3 separate regions of the Sus scrofa genome follow, and all the other regions are linked to region 3. A link is a contact called in public Hi-C and HiChIP or PLAC-seq data. All regions are on one chromosome and are shown on one strand. Each heading gives the region's core, a stretch centred on a gene start, on an enhancer-like site or on the middle of the called end of the contact. The rest is flanking DNA. Distances are from core to core; before and after follow the strand shown.

Region 1 (4,592 bases), core at 222-2,721, 300 kb before region 3:
AACTCCCTATTTTTAGTTTTTTGAGCAATGTCTATACTATTTTCCAGAGTGGCTGTACCAATTTACATTGCTACCAACAGTGTAGGAGGGTTCCCTTTTCACCACACCTTCTCCAGCATTTGTTATTTGTAGTCTTTTTGATGATGGCCATTCTAACCGGTGTGAGGTGGTAAATCATTGTAGTTCTGGTTTGCATTTCTCTAATAATTAGTGGTGTTGAATATCTTTTCATGTGCCTGTTGGCCATCTGTATATCATCTTTAGAGATGTGTCTGTTTAGACCTTCTGCCTGTTTTTTGATTGAGTTGTTTGGTTTTTTGTTGTTGAGTTATATGTGCTCTTTGTATATTTTGGAAATCAAGCTCTGCATCATTTGCAAGTATTTTCTCTTAGTCCACGGGTTATAAGTCATGATTCTTCAAGTGTGGTCCCTGGGCCAGCAGCTGCAACATCACCTGGGAACTTTTTAGAAATGCATATTTTCAGGCCCCGCTCTAGACCTACTGAATCAGAAACTCTGGAGATGGAGCCCAGCAGTCTGTATTTTAATAAGCTCCCTTTTGTGGCACTGAAGTGTCTCTGATGCTTGCTCTAGTTTGTGACCTGCTGCTCTAAGAGATGAACTAACTGCAGAAGCCTGCCGTCCAGGTAGAGGTATAGGAAATGGTAGAGGACCACCGGACAGGACGCCTGTGATCATTCTGAGTACCATGCCTGGGCCAGGCTCTGGAGATACTGCAGCAACCCCGTAGTCTAGGTGGGGGGAGGGGGAAGGGGAGGAAGAAGAGGGAGGAAGGAGAAGAACAGACAGGCAGTCAGGCAATTGTGATGTAAGATGACTGGACTGGGGGGGCCGAGCCCACAAGCCCACAGCAGGATGGGAGGGTCAAGGAATGCTTTCCAGAGTAGATCTCTATCTAAGCCTGAAAAATAGGTTGGAATTAGATGAAGAAGGGTGGGAACAGTGTTCCAAGTGTAAGGACTAGTTTGTAGAAAGGCCATGCGGAGCTACCTGGGGGTGGTTCTGTCTTGATGATGGAAGATGAGACAAGGTGAGTAGGGAGCAGGGGAGGAATCAGATTGTGTGTGTGGAGGGGGGAGGGTATTCTGCCCTCAAAGCAAAGTTAGAAGCTTTAGTGGGCCATGAGAAAAAGCCTCTGGCTTCCGTGTAGAGCAGGTACTAAGGAAGATTGTGGTGGGCAGGGCGGAGAAGAAACCCGGGGGTGTCAGGCCTTCTTTTGCCCCTAGATCCAGGCTGCCTCTGCCCTCCAAGGCAGCTGCAGAGACTCAACCCCCAATCAGAGCTTTGGGCAGGTGGTGGTTCCAAGGCCCGGCTTGCAGCTTCCAAGGCCAGCTCCTTTCTAGCCTAGGAGGTGGGGCTGGCGAAACAGCCCCTCCGACCCCGCCCACCACTACCGGCCCGGCCCCCGGTGGTCCCGCCCTCCACCGCCGGCCCCGCCCCCAGCCCAGCTCCCCCCTCCCAGCTGTCGGCTGGAGGAACAGGCCTTGGGCCACTGACGTGGGTCGCTTTTCTCTTCCTTGTTCTTTTCCCCTGGTGATGTGGCTAAGGCTGCAGTGCTGCTGGGGCCTCTTCCAGCCTTTAAGGGACAGGCTCTGAACGTGGTCAGGGATCCCTAGGCTGAAGGGCAGGAGAACTTCCGGTGCTGTCCCCTACTTCTGCCAACCAAGCTGTTGGTGCCAGACAAGGACTGACTTGGCCTGGCCAGGTTATCTAGCAGTGTGGGCTGCGGCCAGGCAGCTTCTGGCTCCAACTGTCCTTCCCAGAAAAACGTCAGTTTGACTGAGCCCCTTTGGAATCTATTTGCAGTTTCTAGCCTAAGAATACTGACAGATCATGAACCACTCTATGAAATCGAGCTTTCTCTGTGTTCTAAGATCCCTGCAAGACTTACCAACTGTCCCATGGGCTGAACCTTGAGCAGGGGACCTCCTGTTCTTCCTCTTTTTATTTAGATCTTCATTCCAGCCCTACCCCCTCTACCTAGCATCCAGAAATCATATCTCAGGCTTTGCAATTCCAGGAAGCTCTAGCATGGATGTTCAAAATATTTAAATGTTGTTCACAAATAGAATGATAATAGATGTTCAAAAATACTGTTTAGAGATCATTTGATGCTGGGCCTTGACTTATCTATAGATGGAGTATATATCATAAATAGAATGATCATAGATGTTCAAAAATATTGTTTAGAGATCATTTGATGCTGGGCCTTGACTTATCTATAGATGGAGTATATACAGGAGGGCCAGGGGCAGTCTACGTGGGTGGAAGTGATGAGTGAAGCCACCACTGGAGAGGACACTGGAGAGAGACAGTGAGTGCAAGGACATGGCCTATCTGGCTTCGAATATAGGGCAAAGTTGTGGGTCTTGAGGAGCCACTGATGGTTGTTGAGCAGAAGAGTGATACAGTATTGCTAGTCACCATGCTTGATCCTTTGTAAATGCTGTATGCGCGTCCTGCCCGCTTGTTCTCTCAACCTGGTCAGTGCTTCCTCCCCCATCCATATGGTTAGTTCCTTTGTTGGATTCCAGCTCCATTGTTCCTTCCTCGGGGAAACCTTTAGTGGCAGACAGACTCTAAGGTAACCCCTTGTATCCCTGCCTCCTAGTTTTCATGCCTTTGTGTGAGTGGGATGTGTGACGTGCTTTTAACCAATAGAATATGGCAAAGGTGATGGGATGTCACCTCCCGTGGTACGTTGCATCATACCAAAGTCTTGCTAGGAAATTCCCGTTGTGGCTCAGTATTAATGACCCCGACTAGTATCCATGAGGATGCAGGTTTGATCCCTGGCCTCGCTCAGTGGGTTAAGGATCCGGCATTGCCATGAGCTGTGGTGTAGGTTGAAGATACAGCTCAGATTGGATCCTTGCTGTGGCTGTGGTGTAGGCCAACAGCTGTAGCTCTGATTCAACCCCTAGTCTGGGTTGACTTCTATATGCCACAGGTGCAGCCCTAAAAAGCAAAAAAAAAAAAAAGTCTTGCTCTTGCTAGAAGACTAGCTCTGGAGACTCTCCCTGCTGACTTGATAAAGTCAACAGCCATGTTGAGGAAGCAAACATGGCAAGGAGCTCTGGGTGGCTTCTAGAAGCTAATAATCAGCAAGAAGCCGGGGTCCTCAGTCCCACAGCCACAAGGAAATGAATCCTGCTAACAGCCTGAGGGGGGCTTGGGAGTGATTCCTCCCGACTTGAGCCTCCAGATGAGAATGCAGTCCAGCTGTCACCTTGATTACAGCCTCGTGGGTCCCTAAGGCAAAGACCCAAACTAAGCCACGCTCAGACACCTGATTCACAGAAACTGAGATAATCAGTGTGTGTTGTTTAAAGCCCTAGGTTGGTAGTCGTTTGTTACACAGCAATAGCTAACTTATACACCTTCTGGCTAGATTAAATTTCCCTTACTTAGTCTCTCCTAATGTCATGTGCTTTTTCATTTTACTCTTTTATGTGACACTTTATATATACCATTTGAGGAATGCTATGTCTTCATCACTACACCCCAGAGCCACACTTGGCACCTGGCACTTAGAACAAGACCCATAAGAAGTAGTTTCATGTGTTAGTGAGTGGATGCTCATACTTAATCTTGACTCAACCTAGTGAAGTGGGAATTATTGTCACATATGAAGAAAAAGAAACCAATTAATAATGTATACTCAAGTAAGTGAATAAAATGTTATTATTTTATACTTAATAAAATTTTGGTTGTGTATGCCACTCTATCCTAATTTGGAGTATGACTAAAGAGTAAATCATTTGGGAGCAGGGTATAGATTGCATGGTATGAGATCCTTCCTGGAGCATTGCATTTTCTGAAAAAGCACAACTCTGCAAAAGAGTTTCTGGGCTCCTTTGGTTTTCCCAAAGCCTTCTCTTAAGCCTGACTTAAATCATTCATCTGAAATCCTTGCCCTTTCACTGTCCCTTTCTAGCAGTGATAGGCCCTCATCTTCTAATACTTTGTGTGATTCTACCTGTCCTCAGCATCACTCATTGACTTCATAAATTCTACATTTATGAACTTCTACAAAATTGCACTTTTATTTTGCACTCCACTTGTGCTGTACTTTCATTTTGCACTCCACTTGTGCTGTACTCTCCAGGACATCAAAGCCATCCTCCAGCAGGGTGTCAGTTCTGGTTAGATCTCTGCTCAGGACCCTCCCACCACACACACCCTCCCCTGACTCTGCAGCTTCCACAGTCACCTCCCCTCAGATTTTTAAGCACACTAGGCAAAATCCCCCAGGCCCTGGAGTTTTCCTCTGCTCAGAAGGCTCTTTCCCCACATGACTCACTCCCTTACCAGCCTCAGGACCACTCAGCTGTCACCTTTCTACTGTGACCACTCCCATCCAATTTTCCCTGTTCTGATCTTTTCCAGTGGCACTAACCACATGCTATACAACTGACTTATTCCTGATATTTGATGTTTGTCTGTTTCCCCCTATGAGAATGCAGACCCCATGAAGATAAGACACTTGATCTGTCTCCACCAATGGGGTGTGGCATGAAGTAGGTCTCCAGTAAAGAAGAGTGGGTGAGAGTGTCCACATTGTTAATGA
Region 2 (4,477 bases), core at 1,053-3,552, 280 kb before region 3:
AGACAATTGAGCTTCAAGAAGTAATTTTTTTTTTTTTTTTTGGTCTTTTCTAGGGCTGCACCTGCGGCATATGGAGGTTCTCAGGCTAGGGGTCTAATCGGAGCTGTAGCCGCTGGCCTATAGCACAGCCATAGCAACATGGGATCCGAGCTGCATCTGCAACCTACACCACAGCTCACGGCAACGCCGGTTCCTTAATCCACTGAGTGAGGCCAGGGATCAAATCTGCAACCTCATGGTTCCTAGTCGGATTCGTTAACCACTGAGCCATGATGGGAACTCCCTCAAGAAGTAATTTTTAAACTTACGTATCTAAGAAAATGGTAGAGCTAGAATTTGGATTTATATGATCTGACTGTAGAATATTCCCTTTTACTCATTACTGCCTTCTCATACGAATGTAGGAATAGCTGAATGAATGTGGAATATGCTATAATGTTAATATTGGATAGTTCCTCATGTTTATGCTTCTGAGCATATGCTGGAGTATAAAAAACAGTGCTTGGATTAGGCTGGTGCATTTCCTGTGAAGTTTCTGTTAATAACCACTATACCAAAGCACATAGATTAGTGTGCTTTTGGGCTCTGTGTTTTAATTTTACCTCTGCCACTTTCTGGCTGCAAGCCCTTGGGCAAATTCTTTAACATGTCTAAATCTGTTTTTTCCCCCCGTAAATGGAGAAAAATAATAATTCTTATCTCAGAGGGTCATTGTGAGTAGCATAATTGTATACAAAAAACAGTGACTGTTAGCTATCAATGTTATAAGGAGAAAAAAAAAAAGTTAGGAAAAGCCCTTTAGTTCCATCAACAAACTAGAGCTTAGTTTGTTGTTAAGAGTAGAAGATACTCTGTGGCTCAGTGGGTTAAGGGCCCAATGCTGTCTCTGTGAGGATGGGGTTTGATCTCTGGCCTTGCTCAGTAGGTTAAGGATCCAGCATTGCCACAAGCTGCAGCATAGGTCACAGATGCAGATTGGATCTGGTTTTACCCTGGTTGTGGCTGGGGTGGCAGCTGCAGCTCTGATTTGACCCCTAGCCTCGGAACCTCCATATTCTGCTGGTGTGGCCATAAAAAGGGAAAAAGGGGGAAAAAAGAGTGAATGATAGACCGTAACTAATATTATTGTTTCACTGACTCTGGTTTTGAGTTTATAAAAATTATCAGAGAATTAACTCTTTGGCTTGGGATTTATAATCATTCTATTGATAAATGGCAACTTTATGTTTGTTTTTAAACTTGTTAAATGCTTATAGGTAAGATAGCTTTGTTTTCCTCTTCATTTTAAACTACTCCCAATCTTAAGAAGATTCTTAGGGTAGAGTGATCTTTTGAGAGGTGAGGGTTTTTTTGTTTGTTTGTTTGTTTGTTTTTTGCCTGTTTACCGCAAAGGTACTCACCACCATTACTGCTTACTTCAGTAATGATTATCATCACGGAGCGATCCTCAAATAACCAAGCAAACGCCAGGCCCAGTGCGGGCACGGACGGGCTTGGCAGCCTTCACGGTGGAATATCTGGGCACAGTTGGATTTTCTTTTGGGATAGTTTATGAGCAAGTACTAGTCTGGTCACTTCCATCATTTCTGTGAAATAGAGGGTGAGGTTGTCTGCTAAGAGTAAGTGGGAAGAGGTCAGAGAGAAAATAAGATTTCACATGCAGTGTGGTCAGGAAGAGGAAGGGTGAATTTGGGGCAGTGACTGTGACCTCTTGGCAGTCTGCAGGGCTCTGTTGAGGTGGGAGACCAGGGATTGAACAGCACGCCAGGAGCCTTCAGCTCTCTGGCTTTAGGTGCTAAGAAGGCATGTGGTTAGGCTGAGCCAGGGTCGCGGTGTGCTGAGGGTGAGCAGCAGGAGGACAGCGGAGCAGAGGAACTGATGGTATTGGCCAGGGAGTGATTAACGTGAGTGGTTAAGGGGGTCTCTGCTGGACTTGGAGGAGAAGGGGACCAGAGGTGTTGATGAAATCAAGCAATGGTGTGCTGGAGCGATGGAGTGGTAGGAGGATGTGGTTAGGGTTTTTTTTTTTTTTTTTTCCTTTTTTGGCTACCCTACAGCATATGGAGTTTGTGGGCCAGGGATGGGATCCGAGCCGCATTTGTGACCTAAGCTGCAGCTGTGGAAATGCCAGATCCTTAATCCACTGTGCAGGCTGGGGATCAAACCTGTGTCCCAGTGTTTCCAAGACACCATCGATCCCTTTATGCCACAGTGGGAACTGGAGGATGTGGTTAGGGAGGTACATGTGAGTGAAAGATTTCAGATCTGGGGCAGTTAATTACTGGACATGACAGGCTCCACAGACGTATGTGGCTGAAGTGAAGCAAACTCGTGAAGATGAGTGAAGTCAAGGAGGTCAGGAGCAGACTGGAGCGTTGTCTGGGTCATCCATGTGGTTATCCAAGCCATCAAAAGGATGGCAGGACATTTGGGGTGGAGAGAAGGAAGGTGTGCCAAGTCTTTGGTGAATGATGTACCAGCAGTGAAAGGAGGTGTGATGGCCAACCTACAGGAATCTCCGAAGGTCAGAGTATTTTTGCCCGAGGGCAGTGGAAGAGCAGTGCTCTGGAAGCTTTTTTGCTTGCAACGTCTCTTTGGAAGAAATTGGCTTTGGGCCAGGTTCACTATGCTTCTGAAGGAATCCCAATTCCAAGAGGGCAGCATGGATGACATGTAGTATGGGAAATCTTCTGAGGGTCTGTGGTAAGAATATAGATTCCAGGGCTCCACCCCAGTCCACTGAATCTAATTAGAATTTCTAGGAGAGGGGACTGAGAATGTGTATTTTAACACCCCCCCCCAAATTCTTTAGAATTAGGGAGGTTTGGGAATGCGGCTATAGTGGATAAGAACATAGGGTCTGGAGGCTGACTACCTGGGTCTGAAGTGAGGCTGGTGACTCTTGAGAGCTTGCCTTCTGAGTCTGACTTCAGAAGCTCTGAATTAAAAGACCCTCCATTAGAGGCAAACACCCTGATGAAAGCAAGGAGAGATTGCTGGTGATGACAGAGACAAAAATGCTCTACAGAATAATTCAAAGTACAGTGATATGGGGACATTCATGAGGAAACAGACTTGTTTGCCCCAGTGGTCTCTGAATACATTAATCACAATTACTGTTCTGGTCATCAGGAATAGGTCAAATTATAGTTTGGTTAGCTCAGAAAGGTGGAGAAGGAAATAATACAATTTAATTTATAAGCTTGCATGTTTTAGTGCTTTGATTATGAGTAAAATTACCTTATGTGACACAGCTCTGTCTCTGAAGATACTGGATTAAAAAACCTTTTACTCTGTGACAAGCCAGAGATACGAGCAGTTATTATCCTGGAGGGGCTGCGTACATGACCAGATGCTTAATGCCATGATACCAGCAGCCCCACCACCCCATTCTCCCTATTTTCATGAAGAAAATTCTGTTCCTTTCCATGACAAGGAAGAGGAATCCAAAAAGAGATTAGCTGCTGGGGAGGGAACTTAGAGGTTGCCATGCTTGTATGACTCCTTGTCTGACCCTGTTGTAAGGAGGGCTTGAGTTTAAATTGAGTGTTTAGAATATTAAACTATACTTACTGCCTGGTTTGTCAAGCCCAGACACCACTGCTATGGGAAAACAATATTGTCAGCCCTGCTAGAAGTGGCTGCTTTAGGACCTTCAGCTAAAACTTGGGTGGCTCTATCATGTGCTGTATTTCTTAATTCCTTGTAGCACTGTCGGTACTGAGGAGACTGGCTTTCAAACTGATGAACTGGGTGCCAGACATGGCACAGCATCTTGGCTATATCCCTGCCACTTAGCGCTTTCCACGTGGTCTCATCTCCCTGGTGAACTGCAGGCAGCCATTTCAATGCACATTTTGAGATTTAGAAAGTGTGGCAATGGAGGTTTAGCAATGCCAGCTCCACCAGAACTTTCTGTTTGCAAGTTGAGACTTTTAAAAAGTAATATCCTTAAAAAAAATAAAACAGGAATTGAGAGTATTTTTCTCTTGTAGAAAAACATTTTCTTCTAAAGCTGAGAAATACTGAACAGAGGCCAAAGAAGATTTTTAATGATACTACCATGCTATCTAGTATCACACTTTCCTACCCTCCAGAGCCTTGAAGCCTCTGCAGTGTCATGGTGTCATTTATAGTGTCTGAATTACTAGGAGTATTCAGCCTGTGAAATGTATGCCTGCTTTGAACTAGGCACCTTGGGGTTGAAAAAAAAGGTCTCTGGTTTCAAGGAACTTACTTTTTCTTAAGTTATATGAGGTTGCATTTAAATCTCTAACCTCAGAGTTCCTGCTGTGGCACAGTGGGTCGATCCCTGGCCCTGCATAGTGGTTTAAGGATCTGGCATTGTTGCAGCTTTGGCGTAGGTCGAAGCTCCGGCTCAGATTTGATCCCTGGCCTGAGAATTTCCATATGCCTCAGGTGTGGCTGAAAAAGAAAAAAAAACAAAAAAACAAAAAACCTCTAACCTCAAGCAGAC
Region 3 (4,803 bases), core at 2,210-4,709:
CAGATCTGAAACCCACTGAGCAAGGCCAGGGATCAAACTCCCAACCTCATGGTTCCTAGTCTGATTCGTTTCCACTGCGCCATGATGGAAACTCCAACTTACGGATTTTAAACCTGCTTGATTTTAAACCTTATCAATGCTCAAATTGTCTCATCTTTGCCCAACCTGAGCCTCTTCAAATCGACTCCTTTTGACATGATCTGGTAGCTTACTTGCTTTCTGGAATGGCAAGATGTTCCAGGTTCATCTTGTGCATTTTTTTGGCCCTAGATTTGAAATGGCTATTTCTCCAAGGAGCCCTGGTTCTTGGGAAATGTTATTTAGATTTTTCACAATCTTTTCTCTAGGGTGCCATAGCTACTGCATTGGTATTTGTTTCTGGGTCTTTTCAGTCACTAGAGATAAAAAAAACTTGGAGGTCTTGAATTCACACTGATAGTTTCAAATTTAATTTAGATTACAGAATTTTTGCTTTGCTTTTTTGATTTCATATTTGGATTTCTTTTCTCTTATGTTGAGAGTCTTGGTTTCTAATGGCAATAACCCTAGATTTATCTGCTTTATCCTATAATATATAACATCGCAATTTTTACTGATAATATAATTACAGAAAACATTTTGAAGTTAAAAACCTTTTATTGGTTTGGGCAATTTTTGTCCTTTGAGTATATCTCTGTGGAATGTACAATCAGATTTCTGTATCTAAAGTTATTTGAAATAATTCCCCTCTGAGTGGTTACACTATCAATTTATTTATAGTTTGATACATCTGCTTCATTTTGTTTCCAAGTTTTAGGGAGTAGTTTATGTGAAATTCAATTTTGCTTTAATAATTACATGGAACAATAATATTGTTCCACAGCTAAATCTTCCAGATAAAGTATATTCAGGTGAGTCTAGATTTTATACTTGTTCCCTACACTCTGGTCTCTCCCTCTCTTTTAGGAAATCACTTTACTTTTTTTTGTTTTGTTTTTTCTTCTTTGATTTAAAAAATATATAAGCATATATGTGTGTATATATTTATATCCCCTCTTTCTTATGTAACTGGTAGCATACCATATCCCCTTCTTCTTTTTTTCCTTTGGCCTCATCTGAAGCAAGTGGAAATTCCAGGGCCAGGGATCAAACCCACGCCACAGCAGTGGTCTGAGCCACAGTAGTGATAATACCAGTTGCTTAACCCATTGAGCCATTAGGTAACTCCCCATATACATACACTTATTTCAGTATATATGTTCTGAAGTTCTATGTCTTTAACAATATGACTATATGTCTTTAATGATATATTCTAAAATTCACCCAATTACAATGTATAGAGATAGCATTCGTTTTCACAGCTGCATAGTACTCCATTTTGTAAGTGTACCATGATTTATTCACTTGATCCCTTGTTGATGGATGTTTGGGCAATTTCTAGCTATTTGCTATTACAAGAGTATGATAACAAAGGTCTTGTGCATTATTACTCTCAGGCTTTTGGCAGCATATTTTTGGGATAGATTCTTAGACATAAGATTGCTGGGTGATGCACATATAATATTGGTTTTCGAAGTCCTAGCTCACTTTCTGTGTGAGCTTTTTCACACTACTCTGTGCCTCAGTTTCTCATTAATGGTATTTACCTCAGGGAGTTATTGAGGAGACTAAATGGGCTAATTTTTTTTTTTTTTTCAGGGCTGCACCCATGGCATATGGAAGTTCGCAGGCCAGGGGTCAAATCAGAGCTGCAGCAGCCAGCCTACACCACAGCCACAGCAAAGTGGGATCCAAGCCGTGTCTGCGACCTACATCACAGCTCATGGAAACACTGGATCCTTAACCCACTGAGCGAGGCCAGGGATTGAACCTTCATCCTCGTAGATCCTTGTTGGGTTCATTAACCACTGAGCCATGAAGGGAACTCCCTGAGCTAATGCTTTTAAAGTTATTAGAATAAGCCTGGTTCATAGGAAGCGTTTGATAAATGTTAACAAGGGATGAGAAGTACACATGCATGTGGTGAAGGGGACAGTGGGTTTGATGCGGGGATGAGTTTTTGAGAAGAGATTCTACACCTGCCTCTTTGCCCCTGCAGGAGTGGTAGGAAGAGTGGAACCCAGAGAGGAAGCGTGGAGATTAAATGAATATAATATAGACAGATAGCTGGATGCCAGCCTGGATAGTGACCCCTCAGGCCCCCATTGTCACCCTCCCCCATGCATGGGTGCCAACTACATATTCTGACTAGTCCCGATGTACTTGGAAAGAAAAGAAAGAGGAAAGCTTCGCTTGACTGCATTTAACCTAAATCTCTGCCACAGGATGAACACTTGAGACAGACATGATATCAACGATAGAAAAGTCTGTTATTTTATTTATTTGTTCTACATGAACATATGGCCTGTGAAATTCATACCCATTACCGCCTGGTTATTGACTGATATCCTGAGACATAAGAAGCTGTGTAGGATGTAAGAAAACAGAAGGAGAGGGAGGGGGAAAAGAGACATAGTGAGCTGTGGCTTTGTTCACCTTGGCCGTGAGCCTAAGGCTGTGCTGTCCGATATGGGAGCTATTGGCCCATGTGGCTAGTGGCTACCATATTGGGGAACCTAGCTGTGGAAGATTTCCTTCATTGCAGAAACTTCCTTCACTGCAGTTGCTGATCTACTCTAGACTCTGATGGAAGAGCTTCTGTGGAGGTGTTGTTTGGATATGCCCGGGGCAGCAGGCCCTGGTGTTGAAGATCCCATCCTAGCACCCCCATCTCTAGTGCCACAGGAAATGGGCCAAAACTGGTCCTCTGAAGGTCCGTGGCAACCACCCACATACATGTGGCCATCCATGTCTGTGTCTCAGGCTCCTGTATCCTCTTCCCTCCTCCAGAAAGTATCTGCTTGCAGCTCTGGGTCTTCTTTTTTTTTTTTTTTTTTTTTTTTGTCTTTTTCTAGGGACACACCCGTGGCATATGGAGGTTCCCAGACTAGGGCTCTAATCGGAGCTGTAGCCTCTGGTCTATGCCACAGCCACAGCAATGCAGGATCCGAGCCACGTCTGCCACCTACACCACAGCTTGCAGCAATGCCGGATCCTTAACCCACTGAGCAAGGCCAGGGATCGAACCCGCAACCTCGTGAGTCTTAGTCGGATTCGTTAACCACTGAGCCACAACAGGAACTCCTTGCAGCTCTTGGTCTTTATCCCTTTCCCTCCAGCCAGTTTCCCCCAAGTTATGCCCTATCATTTTCTCAGAATCCGAGCAGGCCCTGACTGGTCTATCTACCTTTCATCTTCTGCCAAGGCTGGGTGGAGGTGACGGGGGGGACTGCCTGGAGGTGGAGGCAAGCCAGAGACCCCCACCTGGTTCCCGCTTAGTCTCTGCTGGCTCATATTTCCTCTTCCTGTAAGTCAGGTCCCTGGGCCTATCAAAGGATGGTGTGGAAGCCAGCCCCTTCCTTCCTCCACTGTGTTTGCTTTTGAAAAAGGGGAAGTGGAACTGCCCCAGGGTCTGTGAGCTGGACTGACAACACCGTTCTTGTTCTCTGTTCCCCTACAATGCTCCTGGCTCCGAAACCTCCGGCTCTCGGTCCTACTCACTCGCCCACACCCACGCCACACAAAGCCTCATCAGAGGCTTCTTCAAGAATTGCAAGGTCTGGGAGCCAGCCACCCCAGACTCAGAAGAGGCCTCCCTGCTCTGTCCTGCTTGGTGCTGCAGGAGGACTGACCACCTCGTTGCTATCCCACTTCCATCCAACACGTATTTATTGGTCATCTACTCTGGGACAGACTCCGAGGACACCAGGGGCTGGAAGAGAGATGAGGCCCCAGCGCTTTGGGAGATACATCCTGGTAGGAAAAAGACCACAAACAGGAAAAGGGGGTCCTGGCTGAGGAGCTGTTTGGATTCTAAAACTAGCAGTTCTTCGGGGCTTAGAGGGAGTGATGCAGGGAGAGAGGAGGTGTGGGGATGATGTGAGCCCGGTGAAGACAGGGACCATGGCCCATGTGCCCTTGAATCCTCAGTGCCTGGTCCAGAGTAGGAGATCATTAAACACTGAATGAATGAGTGAATGGATGATATAATACTGACTGAGACAGAGGACAAAGCTGGGGGCTTGCTTTTTCTTAAAATTTAATTTCATTTTTCTTTTTAGGGCCTCATCTGTGGCATATGGAAGTTCCCGAGCTAGGGGTCAAAACGGAACTGTAGCTGCTGGCCCACGCCACAGCCACAGTGATGCCAGATCTGAGCCGCATCTTCGACCTATACCACTGCTCGCGGCAATGCCGGATCCTTAACCCACTGAATGAGACCAGAGATCGAACCTGTATCCTTATGGATACTAGTCAGATTCTTAACCTGCTGAGCCACAATGGAAACTCCTAAAATTTTTTATTGAAGTATAGTTGATTTACAATGTAGTTTAGTTTCAGGTGTATAGCAAAGCAATTATATACATATATATATATATATATATATATATGCACACACACACACATATATATATTCTTACAAATATATACTTTTTTGAAAATTTAATTGAAGTGTAGTTGATTTATAATGTTGTGTTAATTTCTGCTGTGCAGCAAACTGACTCCGTTATACATATATATTCCTTTTTCATAGTCTTTTCCATTGTGGTTTACAAAGCTGGGGGCTCTGAGATGGCCTTACCTCTATGGTCCCCTCTACTGCCCACTGTTCCACGGGGCCTGGACCCCAGTCCCAGACAGGTCAGCTCTGCTCCACTTGGATTCGTCCTCTGATGTCTCCTAGTCATTCCCCACCCAGGTCCAGCTCGGGGCCACCGTGGTCTG

The links. A called contact is a pair of places that touch in the nucleus more often than the background predicts. HiChIP or PLAC-seq counts read pairs in DNA pulled down with a chosen protein or histone mark.
Region 1: a contact with region 3 is called in a Hi-C map of liver, with 6 times the contacts expected there. The contact joins two enhancer-like sites. A contact is called at or near these places in 2 of 5 promoter capture datasets (fetal liver and liver), 25 of 47 Hi-C or Micro-C datasets (adipose tissue, alveolar macrophages, blood and 14 more) and 2 of 2 datasets of contacts at active chromatin or transcription factors (alveolar macrophages and skeletal muscle).
Region 2: an H3K27ac HiChIP or PLAC-seq map of alveolar macrophages shows a contact between it and region 3. The contact joins two enhancer-like sites. A contact is called at or near these places in 1 of 5 promoter capture datasets (fetal liver) and 1 of 2 datasets of contacts at active chromatin or transcription factors (alveolar macrophages).

What each region holds. Positions count from the first base shown.
Region 1 is chr17:43,980,405-43,984,996 of Sscrofa11.1, reverse strand. No RefSeq gene overlaps it. Among named protein-coding and RNA genes, the nearest start is that of LPIN3, 11 kb to the left of the region's middle. Within about 2 kb of position 1,471, at least 28 of the 83 cell types and tissues checked have an H3K27ac peak or open chromatin away from gene starts, as enhancers often do. A contact at or near this core is called in adipose tissue, alveolar macrophages, fetal liver and 4 more, where this site is marked.
Region 2 is chr17:43,952,711-43,957,187 of Sscrofa11.1, reverse strand. It overlaps a transcript of ZHX3 not described here. Among named protein-coding and RNA genes, the nearest start is that of LPIN3, 39 kb to the left of the region's middle. Within about 2 kb of position 2,302, at least 3 of the 83 cell types and tissues checked have an H3K27ac peak or open chromatin away from gene starts, as enhancers often do. A contact at or near this core is called in alveolar macrophages, where this site is marked.
Region 3 is chr17:43,677,302-43,682,104 of Sscrofa11.1, reverse strand. No RefSeq gene overlaps it. Among named protein-coding and RNA genes, the nearest start is that of TOP1, 31 kb to the left of the region's middle. Within about 2 kb of position 3,459, at least 26 of the 83 cell types and tissues checked have an H3K27ac peak or open chromatin away from gene starts, as enhancers often do. A contact at or near this core is called in adipose tissue, alveolar macrophages, fetal liver and 4 more, where this site is marked.